2 separate regions of the Sus scrofa genome follow, and region 1 is linked to region 2. The links are chromatin contacts, called in public HiChIP or PLAC-seq maps. All regions are on one chromosome and are shown on one strand. The core of a region is the stretch at or near the end of the contact, and the rest is flanking DNA. Distances in the headings are between cores, read along the strand shown. Region 1 holds the start of ATAD5 (ATPase family AAA domain-containing protein 5). Region 2 holds the start of RNF135 (E3 ubiquitin-protein ligase RNF135).

Region 1 (5,214 bases), core at 1,415-3,914, 110 kb after region 2:
GAGAGAAAACCCTGTCTCCAGTTTTCCTGACTGGTGATAAATATTTTGTAATTGTTTTACAAGAAGTTCTGTCATCATCTTTCCTTCGCTTCTTGCATGCCTATCAATTTAAAAGAAGGAAAAAGCACTTATTTCAAGCAAAATACTACAAAACATAAATTTTATTTTATTCTATTGTATTTTTTTCTTTTTTAGGCACCCCGTGGCATATGGAGTTCAAAACATAAATGTTAAACATGGATCTATTATTTTATGTAATGGGACAAAAAAAGGAAGCTTCCCTTAGTTGATATACATGATATACTAGGGGGAAAAAGAGCTTTAGGAGTTCCCATTGTGGCTCAGTGACAATGAACCCGACTAGTATCCATGAGGATGCAGGTTCAATTCCTGGCCTTGCTCAGTGGGTTAAGGATCCAGTGTTGCTGTGAGCTGTGGTGTAGATCACAGATATGGCTCAGATCTGGCATTGCTGTGGCTGTGGTGTAGGCCAGTGACTACAGCTCTGATTCAGTCCCTAGCCTGGGAACCCCCATATCCCGTGGGTAGTCCTAAAAAGACCAAAAAAAAAAAAAAAAAAAGAAAAAGAAAGAATGTGTGACATGAATAGGCAGGCAACTTAACAGAATGGACACAAAAACTAGAAAAGGATACATGTATATTTAAGACTTTGGTATATATAAATGTAACAATAGTTACACTCAAGTTAGTGGGCAAAGAAGTTAATACATAGCATTGGGGCAAATTTCTAACCATTTGGATAAACATGAGGCAAAAGAGAGACAGATTAAAACTTTACATCTTAAAATGAAATGGTAAATGTATTAGAAGAAATGCTAATGAGTTGTTAGTATTATTATTATCCTGAGATGGTACCAGAGGCTCTGGAGTCAAGCAGATCTAAGTTTGAGTGCTGGCTCTGAAAGCTACCAGCATGGGACCCTAAGCAAATTACTTTTAATTTTCTAATTTATTTTTCTACCTTAATTCAACTTTTAATTCTTAACTTTCTCTCATCTTTAGAATACAGATAATAACACCTCAACACAGGATTGCTATTAGGTAAAATAATGTGTATAAGGCCTTTACTGTCACAATACTAAACAATATTTGGTGCCCTGAAATAGTACTCTAAGCAGGGCACCAAAAGAAGAAATTGTAACAAAAAGATTCAGAAACTGACCAAACAAAAAGCAAGAATTGCGTAATTCAAGTTATCAAAAATTCTTCACACCCAAGACAAACCCAGCAACTGCCTTGATCCAGCAAACAAGCATCTGCATAACAAATATTAACAAGAAGGCAAAAAGTACTCAATTCTATTTATTTATTTTTGCTTTTTAGGGCCGCACCTACAGCAAATGAAAGTTCCCGGGCCAGAGGTCAAACTGGAGCTGCAGCTGCCAGCCTACACCACAGCCACAGCCATGCCAGATCCTTAACCCACTGAGCAAGGCCAGGAATTGAACCTGCAACCCCATGGACACTAGACAGGTTCATTACCACTGAGCCACAACAGGAACTCCCAAAAGTACTCAATACTAAAAAGTAAGAAACAGTCCCAGTTCAGTGAGTGAACCTATGTCTTGGCTCACTTCAATGACACCAGTATGCATATGTCAGTTACAAGGCTAGCTTGGGATGAAAAGGTGTGAAAATATAGCAAAATTGTCTACTTGATGATACTCCACTACTTTATGACATTAGAATCTCTTTAGTGCATTTCACTGAAACTAGAACACATAAGAATAAACAGCATACCAAGCTGAGACTTCTTCCTGCAGTATCTTAAGTTCTAGAGCAATGAGAAAGTGATTTTTAAATTATGTACCTTGTTTGATTCCTGTAGTGACACACCAAGTGCTATTCCTAGCACAGGTGGGTGGACAAAAAGATTCTTTTCCACGCTAAAGTTCTGTGATTCCTTATCCAGACTTGACCCTGGAAGACTCCATGACATTTCACTAGTCCAAATTATCAAGTTTCAGGAACATTTCAGGATCTATAAACTGGTCCTTAACTAGGCCCCTCAACATCCTCAATCCTAATGTTTATGGGTACCTACCGCGGCTTTAGGACACACTCCAGCGACTGTTCCACCCAAAGACACAACAAAGGGGCCTCACCAGGTCCCTTCTTTCCCCTCATAGATCCTAGATCAGAACCCTCTTTCACCCACCTCCAACAAATAGAGATACTCAAGCTCACCTCAATCTCGTAATCCCTCACCGGAGGGGTGGCAGCTGCAGCCGCCATGGCCAGGACCCCACCATGCTCCCTGCTTCCCGGAATCCCAGCTCCTAGGACCTTACGCAGCCCGGTCCGACCTGTCTGGAGGCCATGGAGGCAGCCTGCTCCAACGGGAGCAAGAAGCTGGGCCGCGGGGTCTGCCTGGAACCCCCCGCGTCCACCGCCCGGGTGGTCGCAAAGGCTGGGCCGAGAGCTCAGCTGACTCGAACGCGGGAAGAGGTGGTGAGAAAGCGCGAAGAGGACCCTGTAGCGCGGTCGGTGGGGGGTACCTCCAACGAGGACACTCCAATTCCGACGTCGGGCCCAGGACCTCGGAGGGAAAACCAGGCCAAACGTAGACCCAACCCGCGGGCTTCCCAGGGAATTCTTGTCAATTGGGTTTTCGCGCCGTCCGGAGCGCAGGGGGCGGAGCTTAGATCGCTTCCGGAGGCTGCGCGGACGGTGAGCCGAGAAGGCCAAAATGGTTCTTAGGCGAAACTGCCGGAGGCGGGATTATTCATTTGGCTCTAAACGTAGCTGGGATCGTTGTTTTCCGCAACCGCTCTGGTCGCTGATGAGTAGCGGTTCGATCCCCCTGTCGGGCGCAATAGGCTAAGGATCTCGCCTGGCCGTAGCTGCAAAATACAGAGTATGTGGGGTACGTCTCAGCTGCGGCTGGGATTCCATCCCTGGCCCCGAAACGTCCATATTCCACCTGTTCGGCTGAAAAACAAGTAAAAGTAACGGAGATTTTGGAGATTCAAACTCCTCACCCCAGTTTCACGGATGAGAATGTGATTTGACTAAAGTCCGTTGGTGGCAGAATTAAAACCCTAGACTTTTGACGACCTAGACTAGTCCCATTTAAGTGTAAATTCGAAAAATACAGGAAAGGGAATAGCTGTTGATTACACTCCTTCCACACGACTTAAAATGTTACTTTGGCAAGCGACCTACCTCGCTACCTACTAGGGGTCCGAGAATTGACCTTTACCCCTAATTGAGCTCAGGAGGCATTTTTTCCCATGGATTTCGTCCTAGCAAGAAGCCAGGAGCCCAAGTTCATGGCCTCAGCTGGCTGGCGTGTGTTCCAGCTGTCGCAGGGTACCTGTAGTTTGCTAGTTTGTAGTGATGATAATCTCATACGTCATTTTCATTGTTTTCATGAATTTGCCTTACTTTGCTTTTTTACATTAAACTTGCAATATACAAGAGTATGTTTATTTTCTTTGAGTCCATAGTTTTATCTGCAGGATATGTAAGGGCTGAAACAAAACAGGTAAATGTACCTATCAAATATTAACGGGAAGCCACCTTGTTAGGTCGGGTTATGCAAACTGATTTTAACTGTTCACATTATTGTCTGTGTGTATGGTTTATGTCTGGACAACATGAAGGGTACAAATTTTTCCGATGAAATAAATGGTAGTTACTTTTCCTTTGAAAATTATTTGCCTTGGATGTGGTTTTTAGGGAGATTGCACTAAATATAAACTCTTTTGTTGTTATGGTTTGTTTTTTTAATAACCCACTGGGTATGGGAACACCAACCACTCAAGGAGGAGGGAGAGGAGAATGAGAAAAAGGAGGAGCAAGAGCAGGGAGGAGGAAAAGGAGGAAAAATCAATTAGAAAATTACAGAAAAAAATCTGAAAGTGTCCTTGATTTCCACCCCAAAACTCAGTCTCTTCACTCTAAAGGTAGCCAATATCACCTATTCCGTGGATACCACTGCAGCCTTTATTAATACTTTTACGAACGTATATGTATCCATAGAAAAGCCTTTCATTTTGTCTTCCTTTACATGAAAGTTAGCAATATAGGGGCGTTCCTGATGGTCTAATGGTTGGGATTAGGTGCTTTTACTGCTTTGGCCCTAGTTCCATCCCTGGTCTGGGAACTAAGATCCCACAGCAAGTCCCTGCACACTACTGGGGGAAAAAAAAAGAGTAACAATGTAAACATCACTTAGCAATTTACTTTTTTTCATTCTTCAGTTTTCCAAAGCTGTCAATCCATGATACATTCAGGCCTGATTCATTCCCTTTCATACCTGAGCATTTGACCCAATGATGCACGTTTTATTTTATAATGATTTTTATTTTTTCCATTATAGCTGGTTTACAGTGTTCCGTCAATTTTCTACTGTACAGCAAGGTGACCCAGTTACACATACAAGCATACATTCTTTTTTCTCACATTATCATGCTCCATAAATGACCAGACATAGTTCCCTATTCAGCAGGATCAACTATGCACATTTTATAGATCCATTTCCTTAGTAAGGACAATTGAAGTTCTATTTTCTGTTATCCATGAGTCAATGAAAATTCTTGTCTCCTTGAACACATGTAATTGCTGGATTATAGGGTATGTCTCTAGTGCTTTTTATTCTTCCAAATAACAGCATTTAAATGTGTTAGGGTCACTGGTGGTCTAGTGGTTAGGGTTTGGCGCTTTCACCCCTGCGACCTGGGTTCCATCCTTGGTCTGGGAGCTGACATCCCATATCAAGCCACTTCATGCTGTGATAAATAAAGCAAAATGTGTTAGGGGAGTTCCCATTGTGGCTCAGCAGGTTAAGAACCTGATTAGTATTCCTGGCCTCCCTCAGTGGGTTGAAGGACCAAGCGTCGCTGCAAGCTGTGGCGTAGGTCTCAGATGCAACTCAGATCTGGGGTTCCTGTGGCTGTGGTATAGGCCTATGGCTACAGATCCAATTCAGCCCCTAGCCTGGAAACATCCATATGCCAAGGGTGCAGCCCTAAAAAAAAACAAAAAACAAAAAAGACTCGGACACAAATGTTCATAGCAGCTTTATTTGTAATAGTAAAAAACTAAGAACAACCCATCAAGGGATAAATTAATAAACACATTGTGATATATCCATACCGTAGAATACTGCTACTCAGCAGTAAAAATGATGTATTACTACACAAAATGACATGGATGCACCTCAGAATCCCTCTGCTGAGTAAAAGAAGC
Region 2 (4,496 bases), core at 468-2,967:
GGTAGGAGGAACGCTTTGCAGTGTTTTGACACGCCTTTGCCGTGCTCTGTCCCTAGTTCAATGAAAGTTCTCAGTGAAATCCCAGTCCTGGTTCTCAGAGCGGGAGAGTCTACTTTTATTTTATTCACACATCATTGTGTAGGTTTGTCCTAACCTGGCTGGGGACTACCTGAAGCAAGGACACAGGGTGCTCACCTTTGTTTTACTTAACTTGGAGCTGGGACAGAAAGGGGGCGGGCATTCCTCAAGTGCTGCAAGCTGAGCTAAACTTGGAGGTGTCTGGGACAAAAGACTTGACTGAAACAGACAACAGACCTAAGCCCTAGAAGCAAACAGGCCAGGAGCAAGCAGACCTTAGTCCCAGGAGCAAAAGTTAGGGAAAATTGGAATCCTCCCACTTTGATAATGGGAATGCCAATTGCTGTTGTTGCCTGGGATGCAGTTTGGCTGTTCGCCAATAAGTTAAACATAGAATTACCATACGACCTAGCAATTCCATTCCTACCCAAAAGAACTGAAAATAGGAACTGGGATACTTGTGCACCAATGTTCACTGCCACATCACCAACAATAACCTGAAGGTAAAAACAATCCGAATGTCCACTGATGCAGAGTGGATTTTTTAAAATGTGGTATAATTATACAAGGGAATTATTCTTCAGCCACAAAAAGGAACGAAGTTCAGATCTATGCTACGACGTAAATGAATCTTGAAAACATAACCGCACGTGAAAGAAGCCAAAGCCAGAAACAAAGGGACAAATACGGCACGATTCCACTTGTACCAAATACCTAGAGTAGGCAAATTCATAGACACAGATTGTAGATTAGAGGTTACCAGGGCCTGAAGGGAAAGAGAGTGAGAAGTTATTGCTTTATGGGGGCAGAGTTTCTGTTTGTGGTGATGTAAGTTTTGGAACTAGAAAGTGGTGGTAGTTGCAGAGTATTGTAAATATACTGCCACTGAACTGCACATTTTAAAATGGCTAAACGGCAAATTTTATGCTATGTGACATAAACATATTTTACCACAATAAAAAATTATCAGAGAGAGGGATAGGCTACAGAAAGAGGAAATAAGTGGAAATACGCCAGGGTGTATAGCACGTAGTTGATAGGATCTCAGATGCTGAATTTTTTTTCTCCTTCATATTTTTCTGAGCTTTCCAAAGAACGATTTCTACGTTTAGACTGAGAAAAGCAATGTGAGAGCAGAAAGGACCAGGAAGAGAGGAAGTGCGCAGGGAGAACCAGGAAGCAGGCGGCGCGGGCGGCCAGAAGGCAGAGGGCAGCAGCGGGTCCCCCTCCCTACCCGCAGCTGCGCGGTGTGGCACCGGGGCCCGGGCGCAGGGCGCGGGGCCGGGCCGGGCACTGGGGCCCTGTCCTTCAGCTCGTGTGCCGCCCGGCTGTATTTGTCCGCCAAGTCCTGCAGCATCGTGTTCTTCCGCAGCTGCAGCGGCTGCGCGCCGCCCTCGCGGCAGGTGGGGCAGGACCGGCGGCGCCCCGCCTCCCACAGGCCCACCAGACAGTCACGGCAGAAGCTGTGGCCGCAGGGCAGCGTGGTCGGCCAGGCCAGCAGCTCGTGACAGATAATGCAGCCCAGGTCGTCCTCGGCCAGCCACACGGGTATGGCCGGGCCGGCGTCCGGGCCCGCCATGGTCCCCAGGCCCCTTGTCCCCCGCGCCGGCGCGCGGAAGTCCGGGCCACGTAGGGGACCGCCAGCCGGTGGCTGCGTCTCCTCCGGCTCCTCCCTCGCTCCCCCTCTCCCCTCCTCCTTTGCAGCAGCTGGGATCCTCTCTTGCTTTCTTTCTCTGGTCCTGTTGCAAGCCTAGAGCTTCCAACGCGCAGCCCTCAGAGCAACCTCTGGCTTTAGGAAACCCGCTCTCTCCAAGCCGCTAGAAACGCGCTAAGGTCCTAAAGATTGTCTTTGCTAGAGTTTCCCCCCCGCCCCCCCATGAAATGCAACCCCGACAACTCTTGGGAGAAGAAAAAGGAGAGGATTCGCTTCAAGACGCTTTTCTGATAATTCGCCCACTAGGTGTCATCCAGCCACTCTAACAAATAGGATTAGAGACTACGAGGTGCCCAGAGCTGGAGCACAAACCTCCAAATGATTCTCACGCGCAGCCAAAGTTGAGTGACCCCTAGACATTGAAAATCGCTATTACAATACAGAATTGTGTTACTGTCTCCTTACTGCTCTCTGCTGGCTGAAAGCACATTATCCATACTGGCTTCAGGACAAAAATACTAGAATCTGGTTTATTGAGGTAGTGCACCTGGTCCTCCTTGGGCTTGCTGTCTTCCTCCTCTTCCTCCAATCCTAAGTGCATGTCCCCAAGAGACAAAGGAACTTACACGCTTACATAGAAATAACCGAAGGGCAGAGACTAGGCCTGTTTCTCCTTGGTCTGTTGAAATAAACTAAAAATGACACATTTTACTCTACCCCATATTGCCTGGTCTCAAAGTAGGTACCAGATGATACATATCTGTGTCTATTTTCAATTCTGGAAGTGACAGGAAGTCGCCCTTAGCACTGATAATCAAATTTTCCAGCTCTTCTCCCCACCCCACCCCCCTTTTCTTTTTAAGGTTGCACCTGCGGCATATGGAGGTTCCCAGGCTAGGGGTCCAATCGGAGCTGTAGCCACCGGCCTACGCCAGAGCCACAGCAATGCAGGATCTGCACTGCGTCTGCAACCTACACCACAGCTCACAGCCACGCCAGATCCTTAACCCACTGAGCAAGGCCAGGGATCGAACCCGCAAGCTCATGGTTCCTAGTCAGATTCGTTAACCACTGCGCCACCAAGGGAACTCCTTTTCTTTCTCTTTCTAACTTGGTAGGATTACACTTCTTTGACACTCTTTTGTTGTGTTTTTGTTTTTGTTGTCTTTTTAAGGGCCGCACCCATGGCATATGGAGGTTCCCAGGCTAGGAGTCAATAGCTTGCCAGCCTACGCCACAGCCATACTAGATCCTTAGCCCGCTGAGGACCAGGGATCGAACCTGTGTCTTCATGGATGCTAGTCGGATTTGTTTCCACTAAGCCTCGATGAGAATTCCATCTTTGACACTCTTGAAACACACAAAAGGAATACCCTAAACTTCCCATCTGCTTAAAAAGCTAGTAAGTCATTGCATCTCTTCCTGCTAGCTGTCCTAACTATGGAGATGAAGCTGTAATCTGGTGGCCCTGCCAGCCCACACTAGGACCTGCAGTAAAGGACAGAAATAAACCTGAGATATTGTTAAGGTTACTGAGATTTAGTGGGTGCTTGTTGCTGCAGCATAACCTAGCCTATCCTGACTGACTGATTACCTGGATTTTGTTCTAGAAACTCTTCATCTGCAGTAAACTCATAGCTTCTCTGTGCCTGTGTTTTCTGAAAAATAAACAATCATCCATTTTAACAAATAAAATTTCCTTTGATATAAGCCTCTTTCTAGCCACCCCTCCTTCTCTTCTCCATTACACATGCACATTTTTTGAAAGAGTGGGTTAATCAGTGGTCTTCAAACTACCCCCATTTTTAATGCCAAACTTTCTCACCAACAAAAATATGCATTAAATGAAGTCACAAATTATGATCTCAATGCCTTGATTTTTAAAAGGCTTCACTGGCACTGTTAAAAGAATGAAAAGCTAGGAGTTCCCGTTGTGGCTCAGTGGTTAACGAATCCGACTAGGAACCATGAGGTTACAGGTTCGATCCTGGCCTTGCTCAGTGGGTTAAGGATCCGGCATTGCCTTGAGCTGTGGTGTAGGTTGCCGACATGGCTTGGATCTCGCGTTGCTGTGGCTCTGGCATAGGCTGGCAGCTTAGAGCTCTGATTAAACCCCTAGCCTGGGAACCTCCATATGCCATGGGAGCGGCCCAAGAAATGGCAAAAAGACAAAAAGACAAAAAAAAAAAAAAAAAAAAAAAAAAAAAAAGGAGTTCCCGTCGTGTCGCAGTGGTTAACGAATCCGACTAGGAACCATGAGATTGCGGGTTCGGTCCCTGCCCTTGCTCAGTGGGTTCACGATCCGGCGTTGCCGTGAGCTGTGGTGTAGTTTGCAGACGCGGCTCGGATCCTGCGTTGCTGTGCCTCTGGCGTAGGCCGGTGGCTATAGCTCCAATTCAACCCCTAGCCTGGGAACCTCCATATGCCGCGGGAGCGGCCCAAGAAATAGCAACAACAACAACAACAACAAAGGACAAAAATACAAAAAAAAAAAAAAAAAAAGTTTAAAAAAAAAAAAAAGAATGAAAAGCTACAGATTAGAGGGAAATATTTGCAGATTTTTTATCTGTCAAAGTCTAGTATCCAGAATGCATATGAACCCTCAAAACTCAACACTAAAAAACAAAACAGGAGTTCCCGTCATGGCGCAGTGGAAATGAATCTGACTAGGAACCATGAGGTTGCAGGTTCGATCCCTGACCTTGCTCAGTGGGTTAAGGATCTGGCATTGCCATGAGCTGTGGTGTAGGTTGAAGACATGGCT

What was found. HiChIP or PLAC-seq counts read pairs in DNA pulled down with a chosen protein or histone mark.
Region 1: an H3K27ac HiChIP or PLAC-seq map of alveolar macrophages shows a contact between it and region 2. The contact joins the promoter of ATAD5 here to the promoter of RNF135 in region 2. A contact is called at or near these places in 1 of 5 promoter capture datasets (liver), 4 of 47 Hi-C or Micro-C datasets (embryonic fibroblasts, heart right ventricle, liver and 1 more) and 2 of 2 datasets of contacts at active chromatin or transcription factors (alveolar macrophages and skeletal muscle).

The regions. Positions count from the first base shown.
Region 1 is chr12:42,917,774-42,922,987 of Sscrofa11.1, forward strand. ATAD5 (ATPase family AAA domain-containing protein 5) reads right to left here and starts at 2,665. Exons shown (of 23, transcript XM_021067456.1): 1 at 2,209-2,665; 2 at 1-100. The coding sequence starts at 2,256.
Region 2 is chr12:42,807,220-42,811,715 of Sscrofa11.1, forward strand. It overlaps RNF135 (E3 ubiquitin-protein ligase RNF135), which reads right to left and starts at 1,718. Exons shown (of 5, transcript XM_003131735.4): 1 at 1,313-1,718. The coding sequence starts at 1,657.